4 separate regions of the Mus musculus genome follow, and regions 2, 3 and 4 are each linked to region 1. Evidence: chromatin contacts called from public ChIA-PET and HiChIP or PLAC-seq data. All regions are on one chromosome and are shown on one strand. Each heading gives the region's core, a stretch centred on a gene start, on an enhancer-like site or on the middle of the called end of the contact. The rest is flanking DNA. Distances are from core to core; before and after follow the strand shown. Region 1 overlaps Rere (arginine glutamic acid dipeptide (RE) repeats). Region 2 overlaps Rere (arginine glutamic acid dipeptide (RE) repeats). Region 3 overlaps Rere (arginine glutamic acid dipeptide (RE) repeats). Region 4 overlaps Rere (arginine glutamic acid dipeptide (RE) repeats).

What was found. ChIA-PET counts read pairs in DNA pulled down with a chosen protein or histone mark. HiChIP or PLAC-seq counts read pairs in DNA pulled down with a chosen protein or histone mark.
Region 2: a contact with region 1 is called in an H3K4me3 HiChIP or PLAC-seq map of bone marrow-derived macrophages, with 2.9 times the contacts expected there. The contact joins two enhancer-like sites. A contact is called at or near these places in 5 of 39 promoter capture datasets (the C10 cell line, the HPC-7 cell line, cranial neural crest and 2 more), 11 of 115 datasets of contacts at active chromatin or transcription factors (bone marrow-derived macrophages, embryonic forebrain, embryonic stem cells and 4 more) and 1 of 9 other capture datasets (embryonic stem cells).
Region 3: a contact with region 1 is called in an H3K4me3 HiChIP or PLAC-seq map of bone marrow-derived macrophages, with 4 times the contacts expected there. The contact joins two enhancer-like sites. A contact is called at or near these places in 2 of 39 promoter capture datasets (the C10 cell line and pre-B cells), 1 of 15 datasets of contacts at CTCF or cohesin (the NIH/3T3 cell line), 33 of 484 Hi-C or Micro-C datasets (the C10 cell line, the C2C12 cell line, the G1E-ER4 cell line and 20 more), 25 of 115 datasets of contacts at active chromatin or transcription factors (the 230-238 cell line, the NIH/3T3 cell line, bone marrow-derived macrophages and 16 more) and 4 of 9 other capture datasets (adipose tissue, embryonic stem cells, liver and 1 more).
Region 4: an RNA polymerase II ChIA-PET map of memory CD8 T cells shows a contact between it and region 1, with 95 read pairs. The contact joins two enhancer-like sites. A contact is called at or near these places in 2 of 484 Hi-C or Micro-C datasets (the HPC-7 cell line and cortical neurons), 6 of 115 datasets of contacts at active chromatin or transcription factors (bone marrow-derived macrophages, embryonic stem cells, extraembryonic endoderm stem cells and 2 more) and 2 of 9 other capture datasets (adipose tissue and liver).

Annotation. Positions count from the first base shown.
Region 1 is chr4:150,552,452-150,559,843 of GRCm38.p6, reverse strand. All of the region lies in intron 11 of Rere (arginine glutamic acid dipeptide (RE) repeats), which reads right to left. Among named protein-coding and RNA genes, the nearest start is that of Gm52709, 89 kb to the right of the region's middle. Within about 2 kb of position 3,248, at least 225 of the 459 cell types and tissues checked have an H3K27ac peak or open chromatin away from gene starts, as enhancers often do. A contact at or near this core is called in the G1E-ER4 cell line, the HPC-7 cell line, bone marrow-derived macrophages and 1 more, where this site is marked.
Region 2 is chr4:150,312,376-150,319,767 of GRCm38.p6, reverse strand. All of the region lies in intron 1 of Rere (arginine glutamic acid dipeptide (RE) repeats), which reads right to left. It also overlaps the pseudogene Gm13092. Among named protein-coding and RNA genes, the nearest start is that of Rere, 34 kb to the right of the region's middle. Within about 2 kb of position 3,022, at least 32 of the 459 cell types and tissues checked have an H3K27ac peak or open chromatin away from gene starts, as enhancers often do. A contact at or near this core is called in the HPC-7 cell line and bone marrow-derived macrophages, where this site is marked.
Region 3 is chr4:150,375,896-150,383,287 of GRCm38.p6, reverse strand. The region is part of intron 1 of Rere (arginine glutamic acid dipeptide (RE) repeats); the gene reads right to left. Among named protein-coding and RNA genes, the nearest start is that of Gm52709, 88 kb to the left of the region's middle. Within about 2 kb of position 3,832, at least 13 of the 459 cell types and tissues checked have an H3K27ac peak or open chromatin away from gene starts, as enhancers often do. A contact at or near this core is called in the G1E-ER4 cell line and bone marrow-derived macrophages, where this site is marked.
Region 4 is chr4:150,395,781-150,403,172 of GRCm38.p6, reverse strand. The region is part of intron 1 of Rere (arginine glutamic acid dipeptide (RE) repeats); the gene reads right to left. Among named protein-coding and RNA genes, the nearest start is that of Gm52709, 68 kb to the left of the region's middle. Within about 2 kb of position 3,947, at least 20 of the 459 cell types and tissues checked have an H3K27ac peak or open chromatin away from gene starts, as enhancers often do. A contact at or near this core is called in memory CD8 T cells, where this site is marked.

The DNA.
Region 1 (7,392 bases), core at 1,999-4,498:
GTGGTGTAAGTAACAGCTGAGTCCTCCCACCTACCTTTACCTATGACTCTCTGAGTTAAGTTAGATGACTGTGTTGAGCACAGCAAAGTCCTTTGCTTCAGGGTACTGGCCCAGTCAAGTCAGAGGCTAGGTAAACAGCAGATCAACAGGTGCAAAGATTCAGCTGACTAAATACATCTTGCCAATTATTGGCTACACAGCTACGTTCAAATTAAAAATAACCTGGCACTAATAACAGAACACAAACAGCCATTCTTTCCCTGTGGTATCATTCAAGAATCTCCATACAAATGCTCCAGAACGTGGTTCAGAAACATGCTGTTAAAGGTTCAGCTTTCATTAACAAAGTTGATCTCAGCACAGAGCAAAGGTGTATAAAATAAAAAGAACTGTAGCTTGGCTGTTAAAGCGCAAAGGAGAAAAGTCATTTCAGTGAGAAAGCCCTTTGTAAAACCTGTTTTAAAAGGGGTGGGGGGTGGAGGGTGGAGGGCTGAGTATGAAGCCCTGGATCCATTCCCCATCAGGAGCAGCAGCACAGGCCAGTGCTAGGAAAGGAAATGCTGACGGATCACAAGTTGATGGGTAGGTACCCTCAGCTACATAGGAAATTCAAGAACAGTCTGAGCTACAAGAGGTTATATCTCAAAAATATGTGTTCATAAGTGTTTACATTATAAAATTATATTTATGTAAGTATATATATATATTTATATTGCATACACATATATACTGTTTATATATTCTGTGTGTGTGTGTGTGTGTGTGTGTGTGTATATACCAGTGGCTTACAATAACAAGACGCCCAAGCACCAAATGGTCACCTTTGTGGAGCTATATAACTGTACTAGCACAGCTCTGGGCAACAACGACCCATATTCATACAGACATATGATCTCAAATCAAATACACTATATCTGTAAGCCACTGAGACGTCTCCTGACTTCCCAGATCAGGAAAAGGCACCACAGGCTCACTGTAATCCCTGGTAGGGACTTTATTTTCCCTTTATATGATATTAGCCTGAGTTCCTCACTGAGTTCAGCTAAGATATCACCGACCAAAGCAAAGAAAACCAGCTGGGCATGGTAGTTCACATCTTTAGCCCCAGAACTGGAGAGGCAGAGGCAGGCTGATCTCTGTAAGTTCAAAGCCAGTCTGTCTGGTGTACATGGTACATTCCAGACCATCCAGGGCTACGTAGTGAGATCCTACTCAAAGAAGAAAAAAAACCCATAAAACAAGATTATGAGGGCTGGTGAGATGGCTCAGTGGGTAAGAGCACCCGACTGCTCTTCCAAAGGTCCGGAGTTCAAATCCCAGCAACCACATGGTGGCCCACAACCATCCGTAACGAGATTTGACTCCCTCTTCTGGAGTGTCTGAAGACAGGTACAGTGTACTTACATATAATAAATAAATAAATAAATCTTTAAAAACAAAACAAAACAAGATTATGAGCCCAAAGGGAAGGAAAGTCAATGTCTTTTTAAGAAATGCAGTCCAGTGGAGCTAAGAAGCACTTCCATCAAAGGCAGACCTCAGTCACCAGTAAGCTTCCTGTCAACCAGCAGTCACTGTCTCCTACCCACCACAGGCACTGTGTTTGCTCACTCTGCCCCCGTGAATGATGGCTATCACACTCAGGCAAGTCCCTAAAGGGAGGCTTCTAGATAGAAAGCTGGTATGAGCCAATCACAAGGCTGCCCTGCTGGTTTCTGTTCAGAACAACAGTGCTCCCATGATACCTCACTTTTGCTAAAAATATTGATACTGAGGGAACATGAACACAGCTGTGTGTAAATCACACACACAAACAGATCAGCTCTATCTGCTTAAAAGGGATACAAACACACTACTAATGCATTTGCATTCACAGTTGGACACACTGAGCTGCAAGCTGAGACTTTTCTGCCCCCTCCTCCCTTCTGATGCAGAACATGGTTCCCTGCACTTGTTTGTTGGAGAAGGTATCTGAGGTTAGGAAGGAGATACTGTCATAAGAGCTGTGGAGTTTCATTTTGGCAGGAAAATCCATCTTGCTAGAGTGACTTTAGTTAGGAGCAGGGGGCACCCATTACTTCTGGCATTTTGCTGGTGAAGGCAAGACAGCTGTTCAAGGCTAGGCTAGCTACACTGAAAGATTATCTCAAAAAAGAAAAGTGGAGGTAATGTGGGGGATGGGAGAAAAGGCAGCATGGGCAGAAGCAGAAAGTGGGGAGCCTGGGCGTGTTCAGAAAGAACAATCAGAAGCCCTGTCTTCTATAATAGGCTCACACAGACACATATTGTGCTCACACAGACACATATTGTGCTCACACAGACACATATTGTGCTCACACAGACACATACTGTGCTCACACAGACACATACTGTGCACACGCTTGAAAGAGACCCACCAGCTGGGCAGTGGTGGTGCACACCTTTAAACCCAGCACTTGGGAGGCAGAGGCAGGCAGATTTCTGAGTTCCAGGCCAGCCTGGTCTACAGAGTGAGTTCCAGGACAGCCAGGGCTACACAGAGAAACCCTGTCTCGAAGGAAAAAAAAAAAAAAAAGGAGAGAGAAAAAAAAGAAAGCAATAAAGGAAGAAGTTCCAATAACAATATGTGGACACAACAAGGACCTAATTTTATTCTTTTCTGTGTGTATGTGTGATAAAAATCCTCCAATTAACTTCCTTCTTTTATCTTTTCGCAACGTCGTTCCTATAAACCGAGAGGGGGAGGGGAAGAGAGATCCATTTCTAAGGCTTGGTTTACGGTGCTTACAGTTTCACCAATAAATCATCTCCCAATCTGGGCTTGGAAAAGCACTGGCCACGGTTTGATTGCTCCAGCCCCAGGTTGCCAGGCAACCAGCACAAGGGGGAAGTCTGAGAAGAGCTGACAGATAGCCAAGTGGCTGAAACAACAGACTTCTCTCTGTCACAAATGTGTTTCAGAGCACTACTTGCCCACCTCCTGCTCTCTGCTAAACACGACATGACTGTAAAATCAAAATCAAAAGGCCCCTGTAATAAAAACATACTTCCTGCCCAATTACCAATTGTTAAAATGCTGTGGGGAGGCCCAGATCACACAGTGTACTGCAACAGAAATGTGATACTGTAAACGAGATGAAGTCGCAGCGTTTGAGAAACCTGAGCTAAATGCGGCCTTGTCATTTCAAGTCAGGGGACCTGGTGCGCAGAGGAAATCAGCAGCCAGAGAAGCACCGGAAGGAGAACAGCGACTGATGGAGGAGGACGTTAAAGGAACAACCCAGACAACTACGTTACAGGGGAAGTCACAACTGCTTGATAAAAACCAAGAAACTCTTCAACTGTTCACTGTGGCTTAGAGACAACAAGAGTGTCCTTCCTCTTCAGGGTTGATCAAGGACCTCCTGGAAGCCACACGTGCTGGTGGTTCCAACTGGACTCCCAAATGCTTAACTGTGACCTGGATTATCAGAATGCATTCTATTCTTAGGATAATGTTGATTTGACCAGTTTGAGACACAAGAGTCTAAGGAAGCATGCGCAGCCCCTAGGGTCTGTGTCCTAAGCCAGCACACACGGCGCCCACAGGTATAATAAGTACCAACTCTGAGGCCATGGCATTGAACCTGACATCTTGAATGTTCCAGAAACAAGGGGCAATTCTTAATCTGTTTTATGCCATAGATACTTTGTCATTCTGGCCAACCTAAGTCTCCTAAAAAACAGTTTGTGTTTGCCTAAATACATGGGACTTCAGAGGGAGCCAGTGATAATGAAATTCCATCACTAAAACATTTTTAAAGTTTATTTTTATGTATATTAAGTGTTTGCCTGCATGTATGTAGTGCACTGCATTTGTGCAGTCCCTGAGAAGGCCAGAAGATGGTGTCATATACCTTAGAACTAGACTTACAGGCTCCTGTCCACAGCAATGTGGGTACTGGGAACTGAAGCCAGGGCCTCTTGAGAGTGGCCAAGTCTTACCAGCAAGACATTTCTCCAGCTCCACCTAAACATTTTTTCCTTTTTTTTCTTTTTTGATTTTTCTAGACAGGGTTTCTCTGTGTAGCCTTGGGTGTCCTGGAACTCACTTTGTAGACCAAGCTGGCCTCAAACTCAGAAATCTGCCTGCCTCTGCCTCCTAAGTACTGGGATTAAAGGCGTGCGCCACCACGCCCGGCACCTGAACATTTTAAAAGGTGTGCTGGAGTGGTGTGTGTGCTACATTAACAATAAAGAGCAAAACTACCTGAGGGTCTGCTATAGGGAAGAGGTGGTGGTGTGCATTTTTTTTCAGTGTGAGCTCACAACATGGGCTTCAGAGTACAAGGGCAGAAGTATTCTATCAAAGCAATGTCAGCCAGTTCATGCTTGGGCGCCCAGGATGACCCTCTCTTTATACTACCAACCCATATCCTACCAGGTCTCCAGGACTCTCCTGGGGACCAGACTGATGATTCAAATAGTTCTTAGGGAATCCATTTCCAAACCCTCAGCTTTCGTAGGATTCATCTGTCAGAGAGGGCCGGTATCTACCTTTCCTTCTCATCTCTATTTATTTGTTTCTGTTGTTGTCTGTTTTTATTATTGAGACAGGGTTTCTCTGTGTAGCCTTGGCTTTCCTGGAACTCAATCTGGCTTGAACTCCTAGAGATCCACTGGCCTCTGCTCCTGAGATTAGAGTGTGCTTCACCACCTCCGGCTTTCTTCCCTCCCCTCTTCTCTTAGGAGGAAGCTTTGGTGCTCTCAGGGCACTGCATAGAGCACAATTCAAGGCCCCAGGGCTAAGTTGGATACTTTTTGTTGTTGTTGTTGTTTTCTGGGACAGGGTTTCTCTGTGTAGCCCTGGCTGTCCTGGAACTCACTCTGTAGACCAGGCTGGCCTCGAACTCAGAAATCCACTTGCCTCTGCCTCCCGAGTGCTGGGATTAAAGGTGTGCGTGTGCCACCACACCCGGCTTTAGATACTTTTTAATTCTGTTTTCAACCTAATTGAAGTTTTGATGAAATACCATTTGTTAGGCAACTGAAAACAGAACCCAACAACAGATCATACTTTGGGCATTATTATGGAAGGAACTCAGGTAAATCAGTGGTGCTGGCAACCCTTAATTTCCATCTGTTTATTCACGTAAGCATGGCTTCCTGGCACTGACATCTACAAATAACTGACAAACGGGAATGAGCAGAACATCACCTCATGCTAATGTTCATCTAAGAGCTAATTTTTAGAAAGTCCACCGCATTCACCAGGCAGCGATGACACGCACTTGGGAATGTGTATGATGGATGAGTTTTAGTTTGCCTTATGTCTGCGCACCATGTTCCTGGGACTTCTGGAGGCATAGAGAGCATAGGAACTCCTAGACTGGAGCTAACAGACATTGTGAGCCACCATTTGGTGCTGGGAACTAAACCAGGGTCCCCTGTAAGACATTAAGTACTCTTAACCACCGAGGAGTTCTCTAGACACCCATTTTATTTTAAATGTCAACATTTGTACATTGGAAATGACATCCTCATGATAAAAAAAAAAAACCACATACACACAAAAACACACAAAGCAAACAAACAAGACACACAACGACAACTGCCAGATGGCTAGTGATATGGCTCAGCGAGTGGAGTGTTGTCTAGCACACAAGAAGTATTGGTTACACTGGAGGGTGAGACAGGAGGAACAGAGTTCGAAACCTCCAGCCTGGGCTGCATGAGAGACTAAAATGGTCAGTGTGAATGGTTGCAGGGACCTTCTTCTAGATGCTTCACATGCAGCTTCTGCACTGTGTTCTTTTGAGATAGCGTGCTGGCCTAGGTCACCTGGCTCTGGTTTCTAAATGCTGGTGATTACAGTAGTGCTACCATGCCTGGTGGGGGTTGGGACAATTTTTTTTTTTAAGTTTTGTTTTACTTTGTACCAACTGAAGAGAGACATGGAAATTCTCTGGAGTACCAAGCAAGCACTGTCCGTATCAACTAGACTCAGCACACTCTGGATTAACTCTGTAGAGCCAGTGAGGGCTCCAGAGCTAGTCCCAGCATTGCATCTTCCTCTGTGCTGGCCTCAGGGGACCTTCCCACATTCTGACTTCTGTCCTTACAGTATCACCCCCTTCTGTTGAGGTTGTCATGTCTGCCAGAAACCTTGTCCTGACAGCCATTTAGTAACTGTCAGTTCAGTGGCATTTCCTTCCTAGGTACTTAGAGCCGAACTGTCGAATTAGTCCCTGTCCTGAGAGAAAGGAGTCCAAGGCACTGACTCCCAGAAATCAAGGCTATTTGACTTTTGCTTTTTGTGCTTTAAGCAGTCACACACCCCGAGAGGCTGGCTCCATGAGTCAGAAAGGAGACAACTGAGTGGTGAGACAAGTTTCTTACTCTGGAGGAAATCACAGACCAAAGATGAACAGGACACCAGTCTCACAGGGTGCTCAGAGGGCAGGCAGTCGGACATTGTGGCTCATGCACTAAGATCTAATCTGCTAGCCGGGCGTGGTGGCGCACGCCTTTAATCCCAGCACTTGGGAGGCAGGGCAGGCGGATTTCTGAGTTCGAGGCCAGCCTGGTCTACAAAGTGAGTTCCAGGACGGCCAGGGCTACACAGAGAAACCCTGTCTCAAAAAGAAAAAAAAAAAAAAAAAGATCTAATCTGCTAAGAGCAGAAAAAAAAAAAATTCTCTCTGGGCTTAAAAAAGGAGAGAGATTTGCTTCCTTTCACAGAAGGAAGCGAATCATCCACACATTAGGCTCCTCTTTGTCTTTTTTTGTTTATCTTAGGCCTTTCAGACTTTTTGATAAAATATACTATACTGAGGAAGCTTCAAAGAAAACGAAACCATGGTGACAAGGGAATCCTACCATAGAGTCCCATTTTAAGTTCAGACACTTTCCTCAGTCCTATCTCGGTCCACAGGAAACCATCGCCCACAGCTTCTGTAAGATTCCTTCCCAATCTTGGAAGTCACAGTTACCCCCAACTTCACTGTTAAGACAATGCTCTCCCCACACAGCAGAGACCTAACCTTCCTGGGTGAGTAAGCAAACGGACAACAGGATGATGCCTCAGAGTGTTAGGTGCGTGCCCACCCACTCCCCAACCCTGCCTCCCTCCTCAAAGTTCCTGCACACCTTCAACCCAGCTGCTCAGTGTTTCCCCGAGTTAGGAAGGTCTGGAGCAATCAGGTTACCTTGCCAGCTGCACATTCTCATCAACAACAGCACTGCTATGCCCCTGTCAAGGGACCAAGGTGATGAGCAACTGTACATATTTCCCACCTTTGATCCTCCAACATATCTCAGACTATTCTTATTCCCAGCCAGAGACACCACTGTAGAAACTCTAAATGGCTATTTGTACCACCACAACTTTGGCCTGCATTGTCCTCTACAAATGTGCCAATGTCCTCTGCTCCC
Region 2 (7,392 bases), core at 1,773-4,272, 240 kb after region 1:
ATGGTGATCAGCCACTCTTTTTGTTTTAGAAAGAAAAATAAGAATATCTTGCTAGGCCAGGCATAATAGTACATATTTTTAATCCCAGTACTCAGGAGGCAGAGACAGGGGGATGTCTGTGTATTTTAGGCTAGCCTGGTATTATAGAATGAGTTACAGGGCAGCCAAGGATTTTTATACAGGAAAACCCTGTCTCAAAAAAAAACAAAGCCAAACAAAGAATATTTTGCTGTAAACAAGACAAAATGAATTCCAACTGTTAAGCATCAGGCACGTCCAATATAGATCTGATCTAAAAAGCACAGAGATCCAGGCTAACATGGTAGACTTCTGCCCTTCTCTGTGTCTGTGTGTGTGTGGGGGGGGTGGGGGGATTACAGATAAAATAGTAATATGTGTGACCACAACCATGCTATTGAATTAGAGCTCTGTCAAGTCTGGAATAAAGTGAGCCTTTGCTTTGCTGCTGTCAACTTTCAGCACTTTCTGCCCCCAACACACTATACATCCATTATAAGCCAAGTTAATTTAAAGACACAATACACAACTGGGTAGGGAAAACAGCAGATGTCAGGAATGTTCAATGATACTAAATTCTGCCAGCAAAGTACAGCAAAGTCATACAACAGAAGAGTACATATCGTTACAATACTCAAAGCACATCTAACAACTTGAAAGATGTTAATGTTCTTGTTGTACTAAACACAGTAACTGAAAAATATATCTAGTGTGTATCTATTTTAAAAGTACATTTATACTTCTTTACAAGATACCAGGGAATACATAATAACACAATGACTCAAATATACATATATACTATCCATGTAAAAAAGTCTCAAAGAATTTATCACTAATAGCTAACATTAATTATGCTTTTTTTTTTCCTTTGAGAAGCCCACCCAGCCTTGAACTTGCTATACAGATCAAGCTGACCTCAAACTCAAGAGATCCACTTGCCTCTCTGCCTCCTTAGGATTGGGAATAAAGCCATGTGCCACCACCTCTCTTGGCTTATAGCTGCCTAAGTTAGTGGGTTTTGGCTTTTTCTTTTTTTCTTTTTTCTTTTCTTTTTTTTTTTTTCCGAGACATGGTTTCTCTGTGTAGCCCTGGCTGTTCTGGAACTCACTTTGTAGACCAGGCTGGCCTCGAACTCAGAAATCCACCTGCCTCTGCCTCCCGAGTGCTGGAATTAAAGGCCTGCGCACCACGGTTTTGGCTCGTGTGTTGTGTGTGTGTGTGTGTGTGTGTGTGTGTGTGTGTGTGTGTGTGTGTGTTGGGGGGGTGGGGGGCAAATGGTGTGAAAGTCAAAGGTTGACCTTAGGTGGCTTCCGCAACCACGCACCAGCTGATAAACTGAGACAGGATCTCCGACTTAGACCTAGAGCTTACTGGCTCGGCTAGTCTAGATAGCTTGCTCTGAAGATCCCACCTCTACATCCCCATGCTAGGATTACAGCAAGCCTCCACAACAGCTACACGAGTTTCACATGGGCACTGGAGATCTGAACTCCAGTCCTCATGCAAACCCTCTGCCTGGGGAGTCCTCTCCACAGCCCTTCTTTATTCTAAGCATGCTTTCTGGCTTCCTAAATGAACATATTCAGTCACTTCACAGACTAAGCTATAAATATAGGTTTTGTTTAAAGCAGGTTACAAACAGCCCACATGTTTAGTATCAGTGTTATCTGAAGGCAAGAAGATAGCCAAAGAACAGGAAGGCTTGATCCGTGGTGACCGTCATCTCTAAAAGTCCCACCTATTCAGAATTCCTCTCAACAATGTTCTGCCATCATGGAGGGTAACAGAGACAAGAACTCTATGAGGTCCTATTTCTGTGACTCACCACAACTCAGACACAACATACCCATCACTAAGACCACCCATTCTAGACACTCTTCAACAGATAGCACCCTACCAACCCTGAGCCCTGAAGACTAGTCTGTTCCCGGCGCCAACAGAACAGAACATCCCCTCAGTCCTGTTTTTTGCCAGTCTCTCTCAGACACCACTTTCCTTTCTCTGGCTTACACGCACTGCTTCTGCAGTTCCTAATTTCTCTCTTCATTGGGCAAATTATTTACAGCGTATATACAAATTAATTCACTTTAATGACTTTAAAAAGTCAAGTAAGAGTTGCTCTACCACAGATATGAACCTTCTCAAGTGGATACACATGGACTTGTTGTTTATTGGTAGTGCTGTAATCCAATCCTCACCTACTTTTCCTAAAAATCATAGCATCATTCCCAAAGAATAGAATTCAATCATGTTCACTGTCTATCTAATCCCCGTATATTTAGTCATGATATAATTTTCCCCCTTTGAGACAGAATTAGCCTCAAGCCTCACACTCATAATCTTCATCCTGTCTTTCCAGTGCAGTTTTAACAGTGTGCCCCACAGTGGTTTCTAGTCTCAACTTGCCATGTCTGAGCAGTCCAGCAACTAGGTTTTTTTTGTTGTTTGTTTGGTTTTTGGTTTTTGTTTTTTCGAGACAGGGTTTCTCTGTATAGCCCTGGCTGTCCTGGAACTCACTTTGTAGACCAGGCTGGCCTCGAACTCAGAAATCCGCCTGTCTCTGCCTCCCGAGTACTGGGATTAAGGCGTGCACCACCACGCCCAGCCTTAGGTTTTGTTTTGTTTTGTTTTTTAAGATATATTTATTATTATATGTAAGTACACTGTAGCTGTCTTCAGAACAGAGTGTCAGATCTCATTACGGGTGGTTGTGAGCCACCATGTGGTTGCTGGGATTTGAACTCAGGACTTTGGAAAGAGCAGTCAGTGCTCTTAACCGCTGAGCCATCTCTCCAACCCACACCTAGGTATTTTACAAGCACTGGGGTACCTGGCCTCACAATCACACTTTGCATACATGGATTCATCTGATTTCCAAAATCTATGAGATATTATCATCCCCATCTTGTACTTGAGAAAACTGAGGCCTAGGGAAGGTCAGAGACTTCCTCATTTACCTAGAAGCTTCTACATGACATTGCAGAGCTATGCTTTAAAGCCACACTGTCTAACCCACAGCTAAGCTTCCCCTTACTGAGAAGTCTTCAGTGGGAAATAGTAACAGCTTCATTTCACATGATGTAGTAAGCCTCCGACCAGTGTGAGTCCTCACACTCTGAGTACTCACTCCCTGTCACCTACACCTCATCCAGTCTGTTTTTACAACTGCTTCCTATGTAAACCCCTTCAGCTGTGCCACTAAGGGAACATTTCAGTAACTTTCTGATTATCTGGTACTTTCTTTCCTCAAAGAAGAGTTCCTAGTGTAAGTTTTCAAGTACAATTAGCCCAAGTTTAGAGCAAGTAACTTTGGATCTTTCCTCTCTATATGTTATCAATATTTGAGCTTCCACTTAAATATTTTCTCCATTACTGTTAAGATAATAGCAAAGCCAAAAAGTTTATTCTGAGTGAAGCCAAAAATGTACTTCAACAATTTGAAGAAGTTCTAAATCAAGAAAAAGTTATCAATCTTTTATCTGCTAACATTTGTACTGCAACCTATTTAAAACAGTCTTATGTTGGGGATTGACTTATCTAAGGAATTCTTTGCCTTTCTAAGGAAATAAAAAGAAATAGTATATCAAAAGTCACCAAAGGCTTTTCTCATGTTTCATTTCATTAAAATTTCATAGTAGTGAACTAGGAGTATGGCTAAGTAGGAGAACACTTGACCAGCATGCCCGAGGCCTTGGATCTCCAACAAAACTTATGGCTTTAGACAGATCAGTCTGAAAACAGAACTGTATTTTTGAGACAGTCTCACATAGCCTAGGCTTGTCTCAATTCTGTGCCCTACTGCTGTAACCTCCCAAATGCTAGAATTGCAGGTGCATGTCAGCAATGCCAGCTTTAAATATTATACTTTTAGGAAGAGGTGCATAGTATGGGAGCTGGATAAAGATCTCAGTGGCTAAGAGCATGGATGCATGATCCTCAGCTCAAGCCCCTAGACTGTGAATTCTGCAATAGCTCAAAACCCTCAAGAGCATTCTTGCAGTGCTCCAAATTAGACAGCCAGGAATTTGGTTATCTGATACAAGCGAACAACGCCCTCAGAGAACACACAACAAGCCCTGCTGTCAGCCTAACCAAAAAACAAGATTCAGGGAAAGAACTGATTTTTCCCTAAAATGAACAAAAAGGTAAATTTCTGTGCCAGTCAACAAAACTTTACACAGAAGGGTGCTTACTGGTCGGCCATTTCTCTTAGCGCGGGTCGCTTGGGTGTAGCGGCAGCCGCTCCGGTCACAAGGGGCGGGCAGCGGCGGAGTCGGCGGCTAGCGGGGTGCAGCGCTCGCCGGTGGTCGTGATCAGTCTACCCCTCAACCCCAAGCCTTTTCTCAGTGGACTGACAGGGAAGCCAGTGATGGTGAAACTTAAGTGGGGCATGGAGTACAAGGGCTACCTGGTCTCCGTGGATGGCTACATGAACATGCAGCTTGCAAATACAGAAGAGTACATAGATGGGGCGCTGTCTGGACATCTGGGCGAAGTTCTAATAAGGTGTAATAATGTCCTCTACATCAGAGGCGTTGAAGAAGAAGAGGAAGATGGGGAAATGAGAGAATAGCATCTTGGATTTATATATATATATATATATGTATATATATATATGTATTTCTATACAATAAAGATTTGGGTTTTTTTTTTTTTTCAAAAAAAAAAAAAAAAAAGAAGGGTGCTTACTTTTCTACTGTCCACAGATCCTTACAACAGTGCTCAACCTTCCTAATGCTTCGACCCTTCAATACAGTTCTCTATGTCATGGTGACCCCAACCATAAAATCATGTTTGTTGATACTTCATAACTTTAATATTGCTACTGTTATGAATTGTAATGTAAGTATCTGATAAGCAGGACATCTAATATTCTACCCTTGTGGGAAATGGTCATTCGACACCCACCCCGCATGGGGTGGACACCGCAGATTGAGAACCACTGCCTTAAGAAAACAGCCACTAACATCTGTCACATGCATCTTGTATCACCTGAGGCAAACTCACGAAGACACCGCTCTTCTCCTGCAGAATCTTAGATGAAAATCCCAGGCTTTCCAAGCATCACTTTCCTGTCCACAACCTACTCCACACTCACATATTCATCAACACCCACATTAAAGCAGGATAAAGGAAGACATAATGTGTGTGGTGCTTAGAAAGGCAGAGACAATTCCGCAGCCTAAGTGCAAGCTTGCCTCAACAACCCACTTCAGGTGCCACTGTCAACTCTCCACCTTCTGTGTATCCCTCTTGCCAGTTTCAAAATCAAGATGAAATCCCTTTCTCAGGCTGGCCAAACGGTTCAGTAGGTAATGGTGCTTGCCATAGAAGCCTAACAATGTGAGTTCAATCTCCAGAACCTACATAAAGGTGGAGAGGACCAAGACCTTAAACTTGTCCTCTGACCTCCACATGCAAGTCATGGCATAAGTGTGCACTTTCTTCTCTCCTCTGCCTCTGCCTGTCTCTGTCTCTGTCTCTGTCTCTGTCTCTGTCTCTGCCTCTGTCTCTCTGCCTCTGTCTCTCTGCCCCTCTGCCCCTTGCCTCTGCCTCTGCCTGCCTCTGCCTCTGCCTCTGCCTCTGTCTGTCTCTCTCTCACACACACTCACACACACACACACACTCACACACACACACAGAGAGGGAGTGAGGGGATAGAACGCAACAACAACCCAGCTATAAACCCTCTGATCTACAATGATGACATGCCTACAAGATATGCTGGAGCAATCTTGGCACAAAGTTTGTGGGGGTAGCCAACCACTATCTGATTGGATTTAAGATCCATTCCATGTGATTAGAACCCATCCCTGACACTGCTCAGGTGCCAAGAACTTGAGACTAGCTAGACAGGTGAAGGACCTACCAGAAGACCAAATTCTACTGTTCTGCTAAAGGAACATGGCAATAAAATGACTCCTAACAATATTCTGCTAAACTCATAGGTTAGTGTCTTGCTTAGCCATCATCATAAAAGCTTCCTCTTACAGTAGACAGGAACAAATACGCAGACCCACAACTGGACAATAAGTAGAAAGTAAGAGAGAGAACCCTTGAACCATTCAGTCCTAACTGGGCTGTCTCAGCCAAATCCCTGCCCCCAGGACTCAAGGAACCCTGTGGAAGAGGAGGCAGAAACAGTGTAAGAGTCAGAGGAGTTGGAGGACACCAGCTCAACAAGGCATCTAAACACAGCAGGACCAAGGAACGTATGAGCTCGCAGAGACTGTGGCAGCATGCACGGAGCCTTACAGGGGTCTCAACAACTGAGTCCTAGTGCTGAGAGAAGTGGTCACAAGCCACCATCTCTAACCCAGAAGCCATCTCCAATTGACAGCTGCTCACAAAAGAAAATTTCGTTTTGGGGCTGGTGAGATGGCTCAGTGGGTAAGAGCACCCGACTGCTCTTCCAAAGGTCAGGAGTTCAAATCCCAGCAACCACATGGTGGCTCACAACCATCCGTAACGAGATCTGACTCCCTCTTCTGGAGTGTCTGAAGACAGCTACAGTGTACTTACATATAATAAATAAATAAATAAATAAATAAATCTTAAAAAAAAAGAAAATTTCGTTTTCTCCTATGAGGTTCAGTGTACATACAAACCACTCTTTATGGCAGGCCCCATGCCTAGCAGTATAATGAGAATTCTGGAATTTTGGTTTCTTTAAAAAAAAAAAACCACAGAAATAATGTAAGAATATGGTTTCGTTTTAATCCCAGGTGTGGGATGTGGGGCTGCTTCAGACTGTCCACAGCAGCTGACTATTATTTGCCTCCTGCTCTAGCAGGGGCATGATTTTGTCAGGTGCAAATAGTGTCTGCGAGTGTGTGACATTTGGAAATCTGGAGACTTTTCAGAGGGTATACAAATGGTAGAGCCCTGAGCAGCACTGTGGGGTGCTGGTTGGTTGCTCAGCACTGCACACACAGACCAGACAGATGGCTGAAGAGCTGTGGTGGTTTCTGCCTCCCATTTCACTGTAAATGTGCTTGCATTACACCAGCTCTAGGTGAGTTAGAGGTTCAGCCTCAGGGATCCATGCTTGCCTGCAAGTGTTATGTTGTTTTCTAAGACAGGGTTTCTCTGTGTAGCCTTGGTTGTCCTGGAACACTCTCTAGACCAGGCTAGCTTCAAACTCTGCCTCCTGAGTGCTGAGATTAAAGGTGTGCGCCACCACTGCCCTGCCCTTATAAAGTTGCTAATCCAAGCACTCTACTGAGATTACTCTTGAAAGATTCTCCCTGAATCCCACAAAGCATTGTATCCAATGCATTAATCCAATTCTCAGTAACAATCTGCCCTGATTTAGCAGTCTTTGTATGACTTTGAAAGATGAGAGTCTACAATATTTTGGTTTTCTCCTTTTGC
Region 3 (7,392 bases), core at 2,583-5,082, 180 kb after region 1:
TTGGAGGTTAGCCGCCTGCAAAAGTGGTGTACAGGGCAACCAATCAACAGACCTCTCCAGACCTGGATTTTATCCTCTTCTTATTTTCTTCATGTTTTCTTTGTGTGCATGTGTGTACAAGTGTGTTTACATGTGTGCACATAAACACAAAGGTCAAAGGACAGCTTGTAGGTTGTTCTTTCCTTCCCACCCCGTGGAGCCTGAAAAAGGAACGCCATCATCCAGCTTGGCGGCAAAAGGCTTTACCTGCAGAGGGATCTCATGGTCCACAGCTTTTAGTTGGAAACCACAGAAAACAACTATACCCTGCTTCCTTCACAAGGCAATCGTGAGGCCTGAAACAGAGTTCAGTGAAGGCTGTTCAGTAGATATAACGACTTCTCCCAACAGAAATGCAATGTCTATTTCACTCTCCAAAAGCTCAGTGTCCATCATAAGCTACTGGGGGCCTTGTGTATTAACTCTATACGATGTGCTCCACACTCATCAACTCCAGCTGCTACAACAGAATGCTGTAGGCTGATGGCTTTCAAAACAGAAACTCATTTCACTTAGGTCTCCAGTGAGAGCCTGCATATGGGTGTTTCCTGGCTCTGTCCTCAGAGCACAGGGGTTAGCTCAGTCTCTCAGGAGTGGCAGCTGCTCTCCCTGCGCCCCTTTCCCCTTCCTGTCTTTACTGATCCCACCACAACATCAAGTTAGGGGCTAGATCTGGACAGCCTGAACTGCAGAACACAGTTTAATACGTAGTATCTGCCTACACAAACTCTTGACTGTCTTTGGCAGAAATGAAATCTTTGTATTTATTTATATCTGCATCCATCTACGGGGAGGTAGGGAAGGTTAAAAGAAATGAAAATGATTTACTTTAAATATGCTTAAATGCTTCTTACTGAAGTTCACGAAACAGAAAATAAAATTTCAGATCAATAAAGGCACTGGGCCAATAGCAGTGGCTAAGGGTTATCTAGGGTACTACTCTACAATGTTCCATTTCCCCTTTGAAAAGTAAGCTTGGTATAAAGATGAGAATCCACTGTTGCATCCATCCTCCACTGTATTACAAAGCTTCTCTTTTCCTTGACACAGAAAAACTGCAGGGCAAGGAGGAGAATAAGATGAAAGCAGGGATGAGGTGGTACATAAACCTACACTGAGGTTCATTCTATACCTCGCCTTACAGGATCAGTTTCAAGGAGGCTAAGCCCTTTAGTTCAGGAGGTGAGATCCTTCTGTACCAAAAGATGCAAAGGCACAGTAGCCTATGGGCCACTCCCCACCCCCAAACAAATAATCCCACACATAAAGTGTTTTACAAGTCTCAACAAATCAGGGGCTACAGAAGATTCAAGTAAAGCAAACCTGACAGAAATAGGAATTACAACACCAGAGCTGGAGAGCTGGCTCAGTGGGTGAGAGCACTGGCTGCTCTTCTAGGTCCCGAATTCAATTCCCAGCAACCACACGGTAGCTCACAACCATCTGTAACGGGACCTGATGCCCTCTTCTGTCTGATGCTTTCTTCTGGCATAGAGCTATACATACTAGTAGAGTACTCATTTTTGTAAAATACATAAATAAGTAAATCTTTTTTTTTTCTCTAAGATTTATTTATTTATTTATTTATTTAATGTAAGTACACCGTAGCTGTCTTCAGACACACCAGAAGAGGGCATCAGATCTCATTACAGGTGGTTGTGAGCCACCATGTGGTTGCTGGGATTTGAACTTCAGACCTTCGGAAGAGCAGTCGGGTGCTCTTACCCACTGAGCCATCTCGCCAGCCCCATAAGTAAATCTTAAAAACAAAAAACAAAAACAAAAACTACAAAACCTTCCTCATAATTCAAGCTCAGATTTAGGGCTCACCGTTGGTTCTGAATGACAGGTTTAAGGCTGGGCCACCATGGCTCCATAAGCCAGCAACTACAAGCAGTGGGTATGCATCCAAACGGTTATATACTATGTTCCAGGACATGAGCCACACCCTACAGAAATACTCAAAGATGCCTCTGAAGAAAAACAAAGAACCTGGGCTGAAAAGACAATTCACTCAGTGCTTTACCTGGGATAAGAGGAGAAAGGAGATGGGGAGGAGTGAGCAAGAGTGCATGCACCAGCTAGAGAGACCGCTCAGCAGTCAAGAGCACAGGCTGCTCTTCCAGAGGTCCTGAGTTCAATTCCCAGCAACCACATGGTGGCTCACAACCATCTGCCATGTCCTCTTCTAGAGTATGTGAAGACAGCAACAGTGTAATCACATATATTAAATAAATAAATCTGGGGGCAGGGTGCATGTGCACACACAAGAGAGACTGAGCACAACCTACTGTTTGGAAGGCCCACCAGAGGGATCACATGTTTAAAGACAACTTGGTCTTCATAGGGAGTTCCAGGCCAACCAGGACTCAAAAAAATTCAATAAATAAATAAATAAATAAATCAAAAAATCAAAAAATCAAAAAAATTCAAAAAAATAAAATAAAATAAAGCAAACAAGGCTCTGGCAACTAACTAAACACAATTAGTGTGATAACGAAATTCTGACAAAAGCTGGATCAATGAAAAGTCAAAAAGCTCTAAACAAGCAGAGCCAGACATTTCTCTAACATAGAAAGACGTGGTGCACTCAGCAAACAGAAGTGCAAGGGGTTCGAGATCATCCTCTGCACTAGAGCCAGTACAGTGAGAGTCAGTACAGTGAGAGCTATTTCAACAAGCAGGTGCATGGAGGAGCTCAATGGCTGGAGGGTGGAGGGAGAGGAGGCTGCTGCAGAAGTCTGGTGTCTCAGCCCCGTTGACACAGACACCACAGTAGTGATTAAAATGTTACAAAGCAGACAATAAGTATATCGTCCCTACCGCACAGACTGTTACAGTGGTATTTAAAGTCTCAGTCTCTGCTTAATGCTTAGGTTAGAGATGTGAGCTCTTAGGTGTTCCTGCTGCTGTAGTTAACTGCTCCCTTGCTTCCCTGTTATGTCAACAATGGATTCTTTATTTCTCTGGAATGATAATCCCAGAATAAACTCTTTCTTTTGGAAAAACTGTTCGTTTTATTGTTTTTGTTTGTTTGTTCGTTTGTTTTTGAAACAGCATCTTACTAAAGAAAATACCCCACCCCAAAATCATAGCCCAAAACAGGCCCAAGGCTTCAAGATTCCTGCCACCCATGGAATTTTAGAAAGCAGCCAACCCCCACTACACTTCCTGGACCTCTGAGATCATAGAAACCAAGAACCTGATTTATCTTTCCACCCTACAGTTCAGAAAGGCAATTTCTGGGCCTCTCAAGGCCATGAGCACATGACATGACACATGACACATCCCATACCCTCGAACAAGGACTATGGTACAGTCCTCTCAGCTGAAAAAGCTGCTCTCACCATTCTGAGGTCAAGCTGGGTCTGTTCTCTCATTTTCCTCCACTGATTTATTACTAGTCCTGGCTGGCCTGAAACTCACTATGTGAACGAGGCTGGCTTTAAACCACAGAGATTCACCTGCCTCTGCCTCCAAAGTACTCTAAAGGTGCATGCACACCACTATAGCTGGCCCTAAACTGTTCATTTTTTACTAAGCAAATACTAATAGGTATAATTTAAGAGATTTATTAATTTGAGCCCCTTCCAAAAATACTTGTTAAATTTTCATAATAGAAAAAAAAAAGCACTCATTTTGAAGAAAGATTTGGACACTGTACTAGTGTTCACTATCAACCTGACAATCAGACCTGCGGGCAGCGCCCTTCCCCGGCTGAGACTCGGTGCTGTGTAAACGGGGAAAGGGAGCTAGCTGAGCAGCTGTTTGCCTTGGTCTTCCCCTCTCTCTGCCTCATGACTGAGGTCACATCACCAGGTCTCTAAGCTTAAGCTTATGCAGCTCTGTTGTCCCCACCATGGCAGTCTGCAACCTGGAACTTCGAGCCAAAGTAAACCTGCTCCCTTGTTTTGGCCAAATATTTTTATCATAGCAATATAAAAAGAAACCAAGACAGAAATTTAATTTTTTGTCTTTGTTGGCTGGTTGGTGATACCAAAAAACTCCAAAAAGTTCACTACATACTACATATGCATGACATGCCAACTACATATGATACGTTTCAATGTTTAAAAGGAAAAGACTAATGAGTAAATTGAATGACCCACCTTTCCAGGGCTGCAAAGGTGGCTCAGCAGTTGGGTACACTTGCAGAGGACCCAGTTTTGAATCCCAGTACATACATGGCATCAGACAATCGGCTCTAACTTTAGTTCCAAGGGATCTGATGATCTTCTGGCCTCCTCAGGCACAGACACACATGTGCTACACAGACATAATGCAGGCAAAACACCCATACCCATACAATGAAAATTTCTCCAACCTTGGTCATATAAAAAGATCCTAATCAACTCCTCCTGTTCTTTATGCACAGAATAAATTGGTCTGAGAAGTCCTAAAGACCGTGTTACAGGGCATAACTTCAATTGTCATTTTATTCAAAGGCATACAATTCACTTCTGATGCTGACACTCAAGCCCAGCAGAGACCTGTTTCCACCCATCTATTTTTAAATTATTAGCAGATAATCCGGTGGCTTCGTGGTAAAAGCAGCTGTGAACACAGCAGCACACACCACTGGAGTGTGCTGACTTGACAGTGTGGCAAATGCACGGTGAGTGTGTGCTCTCTTTTACTCTTTTAAAGCTCAGCAGCCACAAAGAAACTACCACCTTTAATACCCAGATCACTAGGAGCTCACTGGCTTTGGAAAAGCAAGATGTAAGAAACAGGTCTGTTTGCTGCAGAACTGAGCAATGAGTGCAAATGCTAATGGCATGAACACTTGGCTTTCACATCAAGATCTAAACATACCACAAATTCTTTAAAATATCCACAGAGAACTTACAATTATCAAAATTAAAATGTTTCTTTCTAAAGTTACTTATAGTCATTGCCTAATTTTACCCACCAAACCCAAACATGGCTGACATATAACCACCATAAAATTTTACAGCCCTTCTAATGTACTAAGCAGGTAGCAGTATTAAACTTCAGTTTCTCTTGCTAGCATCCTTTTGTTCCAGCTCTGAGGCCGAACCTCTCACTTCTAAGAGTGTGCACTACTCATCCTTTATCAACTACAAGCATCCACTTCAAACAGACTAGGAGTATAGAGGCCATCAGGATGGTTCAGCAGGTAAAGGTACCATGCCACCAAGTCTGATGAGCGTCTCCTAGGACCACACAGTATATAGAGAACAACTCCTGAACATTGTCCTCTGACCTCCACACATGCTCTGTGACATGTGTAACGTACACACACACACACACACACACACTTAAAAATAAGGATTTGCAAAAAAAACAAAAACAAAAAACACCAACCTATCCTTCTTCGTTGTACCTGATGGAATGTTTTAAATACTTTATATAAATGTTATGTGATTTTTCTTCAACTTCAGTTATCTTCAAGGAAACCTAATTAGCCTAATTGTCTCATCACAGAACTTTTAATGAAACATTAGGAACCAACAGTTTCAGGAATGGTTAATGAGATGTAGCTACAAGTCCTCTTTGCATTTGTACAACAAAAATACTGCAATCAAAGTTGACATCAATGCGAGACTGTAGAAATGGCTGATCATAAAGCCTTTGAGGCACAAACTGAGTTGCTTGACTCGAGAAATGACCGAGTTCTGAAGATCAGAGGGCAACTAAGAGTACTTGCCAGCAAGCCTGATTGATAATCTGAATTCTAGCTACATGGTGGAATTCAAGAACTAACTTCCATAAGTTATCCTCTGACTTCCATGTGTTGCTGCATATATACAAACACCCATTAAATAAAACTAATTGATAATACAATAAATGTAACTTCTTAAAAAAAAAAAAATCAGAGGCTGAGGAATCTGGAATCCTAGCCAAACTGTTCAACCTCTTGCCTCTTGATGCCACAGTTTCCTGGCTTTGACATGGATCTCTCTTATACCTACAAGGACTAAATAATTCATGGCAAAAAAGAGTAACACAAAGGAAATGGAATTATCTACACTCCTACTGTCCAGAGAAAGGTAACCACCACTTCTTCTTACCATGCTGAGTAAGCACTGGTATGTGGCTAGGATCATACTATGTAGTTAAACAGCCTCTGTTTAACATAAGGGGAAAAGCTATCTTAATTTTCTCTCCTGTCTTCCTTCCTTCCTTCCTTCCTTCCTTCCTTCCTTCCCTCAGTGTATGAATGTATCCAATGGAACTTGGGTTATTTTTCTCTATCGCTCTCCACCTTACTTTTTAAAGTCAGGATCTCCATCAATGAATCTGTAATTCAGTGATTTAGCTAGAGAGGAAATTGGGCAAGACCCTAGGTTCTTCCTGACTCTGGCTTCCCAGTACCACAGTTATAGAGTTACACTGAGCTTTTACGTGGGTGCTGAGGCTTGAACTCAGGTCTTCATGCTTGTGCAACAAGCACTTTTCCCTATGAGCCATCTCACCTGCCCCACTTATAATGACTTTTAAATGCCTGCATACTCCTTGTATAGACAGATTATGATTCAAACATTTCATTTCCAATACTAGAAGCTTAAAACTGGCAAATCACTATATTTATTTAATGTCTGTTTTGATGGTTGTTTTTATTCTTTTCTTCTCAAATCCTCTTCCTCTTTCTGTATTTGAGAGATGAGTCAAATTGTATAAATGGTGGCTAAGAAATCCTTCCATTGACATGAGAAATGCATTTTTATCACACAAGGAAAAGCAAATCACTTAAGAAGTAACGCTTAATTGTGCTGTGTTTCAAAAACAAAACACTGCCATGCTCATGGATTAGCTTGGTTTTTTATTGTTTGATGATTGGGTTTTTCCTTCTCTTGTCATTGAAACAGTGTCTCAACTCTCTAGCTCAGGCTAGCCTGGATCTCACCATGAAGTGAAACAGTGTCTCAACTCTCTAACTCAGGCTAGCCTGGATCTCACCATGAAGTGAAACAGTGTCTCAACTCTCTAACTCAGGCTGCCTGGATCTCACCATGAAGTGAAACAGTGTCTCAACTCTCTAACTCAGGCTGCCTGGATCTCACCATGAAGCACAGACTAGCCTCAAACTTCAGAATCTTCCTTCCTCCACCTCCTAAATTGAAATTACAAGTGTAAGCCACCATCATCAGCCAGGTTATCTCCTATTTCACCAATTACTATGTTCTCTTTTCTTCTCCTTCTCCTTCCACTGCACTGCATGGTGAAGACAGGGACTCTGCACGGCAGCACTTTCTGCACCGTGCATGCAGTAAGCCAGGTCTATCCTCAGCACTTCTGTGGAGTACTAAGCTTTGACTATGGTTGGTCTATTAGAACCTTACTCCCCAGTGCTGTTGTGCTGGAAGGGCCTAGAAGAAATTAACTGAG
Region 4 (7,392 bases), core at 2,698-5,197, 160 kb after region 1:
GGAAACTACAATCAATCCAATGGCTAGGTGCATTTGCCTCTCAACTAGCTCAGCGGGGGTAATAGGTAACGTTCCTTTACATGTAACACAGAAATCATGACAGTAAATACAACAATATGTGACATCTAAAAACAGGAACCCGGAGAGGAATCATATGGCACTGAAGAGATATGTCACTACCACCCTACTAGGAGCGTCTTACGAGCAGAAAACACACAGGAGTGTCACGAAGCATACCCCTCCCCCATCAGACTCTTCCAAAGGCTCAGGAAACTGTATCAGACCAGTTGTCCTATCTACTTTATAGACAATAAAGCAGAGATCATTTCTACAATGCCATACTGCCAACAAGTGCAAAGGCAGGATCTGAAGCAGCTGCAGCTGAGCAGAGTCCAGCCGGCACTGCCAGGCCTCTCTGGCACTGCCAGGGCTCACAGTTTCCACAGGAGCCCCTTTTTCCTACATGGCTCTGGGCTGCTAATTCACACAGCTCTAACTCACAAACTGTCTCTCCCTCCAAAAATAAATAAATGAATGTTTAAAGCAGTGTTTGTCTCTAGCAGAAATGCTGCAGATACTCAATGCGTGTGAACTCGACTGCTCAAATGAAGCAGGCAGAGTATATCCTGCATTAAAAACAAAATCTAGTGAAGAACACATCTCAGAATCACAAGTGCTATCAACTGGCTGAACACATGTCTAGTGTGTGCCCTTTGCTCCTACTACTCTAGAGGCTGGGAAACAGCAAACACAAGCATCTCTCCCCTGGTAGAAGTTATGTTCCAGGAAGTGGAAGACCACAAATATGCTCACATTCAACAATCTCAAGTGGGAAGACAACGAGGACCAGGACGGCTGCAAATGAAGACACGTTTCTATCTGGGATGACCTCCTGAGACACTCCAATGAGATAGTGAGGGAAGAAGCCACAGGGCCAGGACGACGGACTCTGAGGCAAGGGCAAGTGCTCACAATCAGTTGGTCCAGACACGGTCAGAATCCAAGAGGCCAGGCAGACTGGAAGGACAAGAGACAACGAGGGGCTAAAAAGAAGTTCCAAGAGTTCGGGGCAGGGGCAGAGAAAGCTGGACCTGGCAGACATTAGAGACTTTGGAGGCCTTGTAAAAGTGTTGGCTGTCATTCAAGGGCGTGAACTGACTCTTCTTGGCATTCCCATAAGGATATGATAGGAAAGAAATAATGATCACATTGGTCACAGCCAGAGTGCTCGCTGCTCTTCCAAACAAGCAGAGCTAAGTTTCCAGCACCCACATGACATGTCTCACAACTTCCCGGAACTCCAGCTTCTCTGTGATCTAAAACCCTCTGCTGAGGGGAAGGCATACAAATATAGTAATGAAATACTTAGGTTTTTAAAAAAGATCCTGTCAGATGTGGTGGCACACACCTTTAATCCAAGCACATGAGAGGCAGGCAGATCTCTGTAACTTTGCAGCCAGTCTCTCATGCCTGCCACCAAGACCTCCCTCAAAAAAAAAAAAAAAAATCACCTCCCCATAAAAAAGGAAAACTTGAAGCACAAGGGCTGATTAAGGCTAAAATAGCCAAGATGGTGGAGGTAGACAATGGAAAATGTCTGATTTCTATGGACTTTCAAATCTGTTTCTAGAATTTTGTGTATTTATCTTTGTAGTTCTGGAGACTGAACTCGGGGCACTGCACATGATATATGAGCAATCTACCACAAAACAACAATTCAAGTGCTCTTCTCCTGTTTTTCTGAAAGGGCTCTGAGATGCCCAGGCCCTAGGTTAAGCTCTTCTACCTCGACTTCCTAGATGGGATTAGATCTGTACTACTAGGTCCAGCTTTCTAGGTGTTTTTAAGATAAAAGCAAACTGATGTCACTTCGGTGACAATGATGTCACCAACAATGCTGAGGAATGTGGCCTGAACAACTGGCAGATGAAGCCACCATTGTCTGAGATCTGGGAGCTCAGTGGTAGACCTGGGGTTCATCCTGAGCATGGTGAGGAGACAGGACGCACATGTAAGGATCTAGACAGACAAGTGTCTGCACTCAAGAGAGAAACTTAGGTTTGGTGGTTTGGAGAGATAGCTCAGAGATGAAGAACAATGGAATTCATCCTAGCACCCACAGGACTATATGGTAGACAGACAGACACACAGATAGAATATCCATACACATAAAATTAAAAACAAACAAATCTTTTTTTAAAAAAAGAAACTTAGATTTTACATTAGTAAAGCATGAAACCAAAGGAGACCATCAAGAAAGTAAGTGAAAAATTTGACAGATCATCAACTTCACAGAACACTCATCTCTCATGCTGAGGGGGTGTACATACCAAGCACAGACTGTACACTGCCCACAGCAGTGACCCCAAGGTTCACCAAAGATTTTCTCAATTCTTTCTTAGGAGTTTTCTGATCAACACCAAAGGTTAAAGGAAGGATATCAACTGTCCTTCCCCCAGTCCACTGGAACCAAGATACATCTGAGAGGAAACAGACATAAATAGCAACTATGCAGGAAAAATATGTGTAAACTAAACCAAACCATGCCGTGGTAACATCTATAGCCTTATAAAATTCAATAGGTGTTACTGTTATAGAAATGCCACAACAGCCAAAGCAGGCACAAAAAGGGGCTAAGCAAGATGACTAAAATCACACACATGATGTTTCTTACATCTACAACCCACTTGTGATGCTGAGATTAAACCCAGGACCTTGTACATGGTTATAACTGCTCTTCCAGACGGTTAAATCACCACCAGCAGCGCCCATCTCCCCTGACTCCCATCCCTTCTCTCACCTACCTCTGTTTGTCTGTTTTCCAGAAAGGGTCACCATATGTAGACCAGGCTAGCCTTGAACAGAGATCCACTCGTCTCTGCATCCAAAGTGCTGGGATTAAAGGTGTACACCATCATGCCTGGCCAGAGTCCATCTCTTAACCACAAAGCTATCCTGCTTTAAATTATGTGCCTCAAAATTCCAGGTTATCTCATGTAGTGAGCAATGAAAACCTGGTGCTGTTGCAGACTATTAAAATTAAAAAACAAAAACAAAAAGAAAACCTTTGAAAACCAGCAATGTTATCTGGCAGTGAGGATTATTTTCCATCATAAGTTGTTGAATACCAGGCCAAGCCTGATGATGGCTCTAAATCCTGGCACTTGAGAGGCAGAGGTAGGCAGATCTCTTTAAAGTTTGTCTATATAGTGAGTTTCAGGCTAGCCACGATGGTGGGAGGGATGGAGTGTGAGAGCAACAACAGGAGAGATGGTTCAGCAATTAAAAGTGTATACTGTTCTTCTAGAGAACCTAAGTTTGGTCACAGCACCCACTTCAGGATGCTTATAATTCCTGCTCCAGGCTATCTGACGCCTCTGTGCATTCATATGAGCGCACACACATGCATGCACGTGCCAACACCAACACACACACACACACACACACACACACACACACCTATACATAAATAAATATAGGAGACTGGAGAGATGGCTCTGTGTTTAAGCACACTGACTGTTCTTTAAGAGGACCCCAGGTTCAAATCCCAAGACCCACATGGCGGCTCACACTGTCTGTAACTCCAAGATCTGACACTCTCACACAGACATGAAGGCAAAACACCAATGAAAATAAAAATAAAAAAATAATAAACATAATTAAGTGTAATAAAAATAAATGTTAGAAACTGTTTTAGCATTCTCATTTAAAAACAAAGGGAGCTAGGTATGGTGGCACGTGTCTTTAATCCCTGCACTTGGGAGGCAGTAGGCAGGCAGATCTCTTGAGTTTGAGGCCAGCCAGTCTACACAGCAAACTCCAGAACAGCAGGGACTAGAGACCCTGTCTCAAAAAATAAAAATGAATAGTCTGAATTAGAAGGCCTTAGTGCCAGAAAAACAGCTGCAGCCCCACATGCAACAGGAAGCCACAGGTGAGCTGCTATAGCTGCGTGACTTGCTTTCAAAGGGAAATCAATTTTCTTTTCCTGTTCTCTTTTATACCAACATGCCTGAGAAAGAAAATGTAATGACTTAGACTCCAGAGAAGGAAATGTTACTCTGACACTCGTATTCACAGTGTGAGGAATCAGGCATTCTCATAAGCAGCATCCTGCTGTGGAGAAGGCCTCAACACATGCCAGGAGTCACTGATGAAGCTGCAAAGTGACACTGAGATGTGGACTCAGCAGGTGAGAAGGAAAACTTTCCCATCTGAAACTGATGTGGTGTAAGGTTGGTCCATCTGGCCAAACCTAACCATCCCAGTGAGGCAGCAATTCTCTACCTGTGTGATCAGTAACCAGGAACACCATCAATCTGGGGGTTTTGTACACTCAATTCTCAGAATCCAGGGCTTACTGAAGGCCCCAATGTCAATGCCCAGAACAAAGGGGTCAAATGCAAAGAGGAGCCTTTGTAGCAGGAAGCCTTAGCAAAAGCTTTTGCTTTCATACACAGGGAGGCAAGACACTGAATGGCACGTTCTAAACAGGCTTTAAGAGAATTTCGAGAACTAAGTCTGATAGAGTAGCAAATAGAAAACCTTAATTTCCTCCCTAAGGATAAAAGAGCAAACCTTAGCATACAATTAACAGCTCTACTAAAATTTTAAAACTATGTATTTTAGGGTCCAGAGAATAGCTCCATAGTTAAGAACACTCTCTCAGAGAACCCAGGCTCAATTTCCAATACCCACGTGACAGGCAGCTCCTAACTTTCTGTAACTCCAGCTTAAGGGGATCAGCTGCTCTCCTCTGGCTTCCCTAGGCACAAGCCATACACACGGCGGACAGACATACATGCAGACAAAACCCTCATACACATGAATAAAACTGAAGACAGTGGAACGATTTTATCATCGTAAACTGAAGCAGAAACGTTCGAGGATGAAATGTCCTAGCATATTTCCAATAAAAAATTTAAAACCTCGAAGGTTTTGTATATGTGTGTACATGCACATGTGTGTGTACATTTGTGTGTCTGTGTGTATACACATGTTCCATGTCAGTACACATGGAGACCAGAAACTGGCATCATGTGTCTTCTTTAGTTGATCTCTACCGTATTTTTGGGACAAGCTCTCTCACTGAACCTGGAGCTCACTGACTCAGCAAGACCAGCAAGGCAGTAAACTTTAAGATCCGTCTGCATCCCAGATCGAGGATTAGGACTGGATCTCGCACTGCCACACCTGGCTTCTTACAAGAACACTGAGGCTCGTGCAGCAAGCACCGTATCTCCCCAGCCCCACGTCACACCTTCAAATGGGAAGCCTTTGGTCGTTACACACAGACCTGTGTTGCTTTGTACATTGCCTATAGCTGTTTATTCTATTCAGCCCAAGAAGAAAAATTCACAGTTCAGTGTAAAGGAAAGTTTTTCTACAGTGGTGCCTTCAACAACTGGAGCTAGATATGTCTTTGTGTGTACGTGGGAGGGGGTGCGCTGTGCATACTGGATGTGTAGGAGCAGTCGCGGTCTATACCCATTTAGGTTCTGCTAGCACAACCCCAAGTTCTGATCAGCATTACAAAAAGAAAAACCTCTCCAGATATCACCACATAATCTCTGGGAAACAAATTTGCCCACAAATGAGAACTTAAATACCTGTGTTGTTTTACTCAAAATTATGCCTGACTAATATGGAATCCATAGACCTAACACCATTACTTCCTTGTTCCGCTAGCTGTGGGGGAGGGGCAACAGCATTACAAACACTCTAATGTGCCATGTTCTTTGTTCTCTAAAATAAACTGAACTGCCTGCAACAGTAATTATACAGCTGTCTCAGGCCGAATCAGGAGAATAAGAGCAAACGCCCCAAGAACCTGAAGGTCATTAGGAGCAGCGCTCCTCTGGAGACCCAGTCTGCTTCTGGAGCAAGGAAGGGCTTTTGCTGATGCCCAACTCAAGAGAAAATGAGAAGCCAAGGGAAAGAGAAGCCAAATGCCTATAAGCCAAGTCCCTGGTCTGAACGCAGGAAAGAATTCTGAAGCGCTGTTTCCATAGCACAACTGTAATGAGAACACTAAGAAAGGGAAAGAAAAACATAAGGACAAAGCATTGGGTTGCAGAAATAGCTCAGCTGGTGAAATGTTTGCCCTGAAAACAACAGTTCAGTTCAGTGCCCATTCGAGGAGAAGAAAGGGGAATGTATTAGGTGCTGGGTTTCAGATGCCTCGCAGATAAGACGCAGGCACAGGGAAAGGTCAGAAAGCTCGGGCTTACGTATAAAGCTAGCTAGCAGGCCTCAGCACAGGAGCAGGGCGCCGGCAGCAGAAAAGACTACACTGGGGCTGGCCTTTACTTAGCACACACAAAGCTTCCAGCACTGCATAAACCAGGCACGATGGCACAGCACTTGGGAGGTGGAGGAAGAAGGATCATAATAAGAAAAAAAAAAAAATGGGTGAGGGAAAGAGAAGGAGAAAAAAAAAAAAAACTGAAACAAATAGGGTATTATGGGCAGGCCAGTAAGTTTGTGAAGGGGACTTGGGGAGGGGGAGCCATGGCACCTGCAATGGCAGGGTGATGGGAAGTGTGTATCAGGATGTCACTGGAAACCCTGACATGGAAACAATACACCAGTCTATTCACAGAGAAACTCTCATACTTAACAAGGGCCTATGAACAAACTCCAGATTAATGTTGTTACCAAATGCTACACTTAATAAAACCCAGGCAGCTCCAGTCCTGGCTGGTTCCCACTGGAGAAAGATATATTGGATAGAAACATTCCCCCTGCTGTTTCTCAGGGAAATACAACAGCTGCCCAAATGAAAACTTTTGCCAAGTTAGAAAAATTAAAGAAGAAAAACTGCTTGAATGAATCTCACACTGCAAAATAAAAAGTGTTAAAAGACTGTGAAACCAGCTTTCGTATATTTTGAGGCCCTGGGTGAAGATGTTAAGATTTACTTAATGGTAAACACGTAAGTGTAAAGCAGAATCGTGGGCTGGGAAGACAGCCCAGCCAGCAAAGCATCAGCCTTGCATGGGCTGACAGCGCACCTGACAGTCCTAGGACTGGGAAAGCAGAAATACCAGGATCTTTCAGATTCTCTGGCATCTAGCCTAGCCTACGGGCCAATCCCAGACAGTAATAGACTATCTCAAACAAACAAACAAACAAACAAAATGGCCAGGGCAAATGACTGTTAAAAGCACTTGCCACAAAACTCTGATGACCGGAATTTGAAGCCTGGAACCCCACATGGTAGGAGAAAATAAAGTGAAAGTTGTTCTCTGAGTTCCACATGTGTGCTGTGACAGGAGCACCCATCCAGAGGGAGCACACACGCACACCCCCACCCACCCACCAAAGCATGCACTATAGATGCGCACACAATATAAGGGAGACTGGACAGCGCTGGCAAACGTGCTCCCGGGG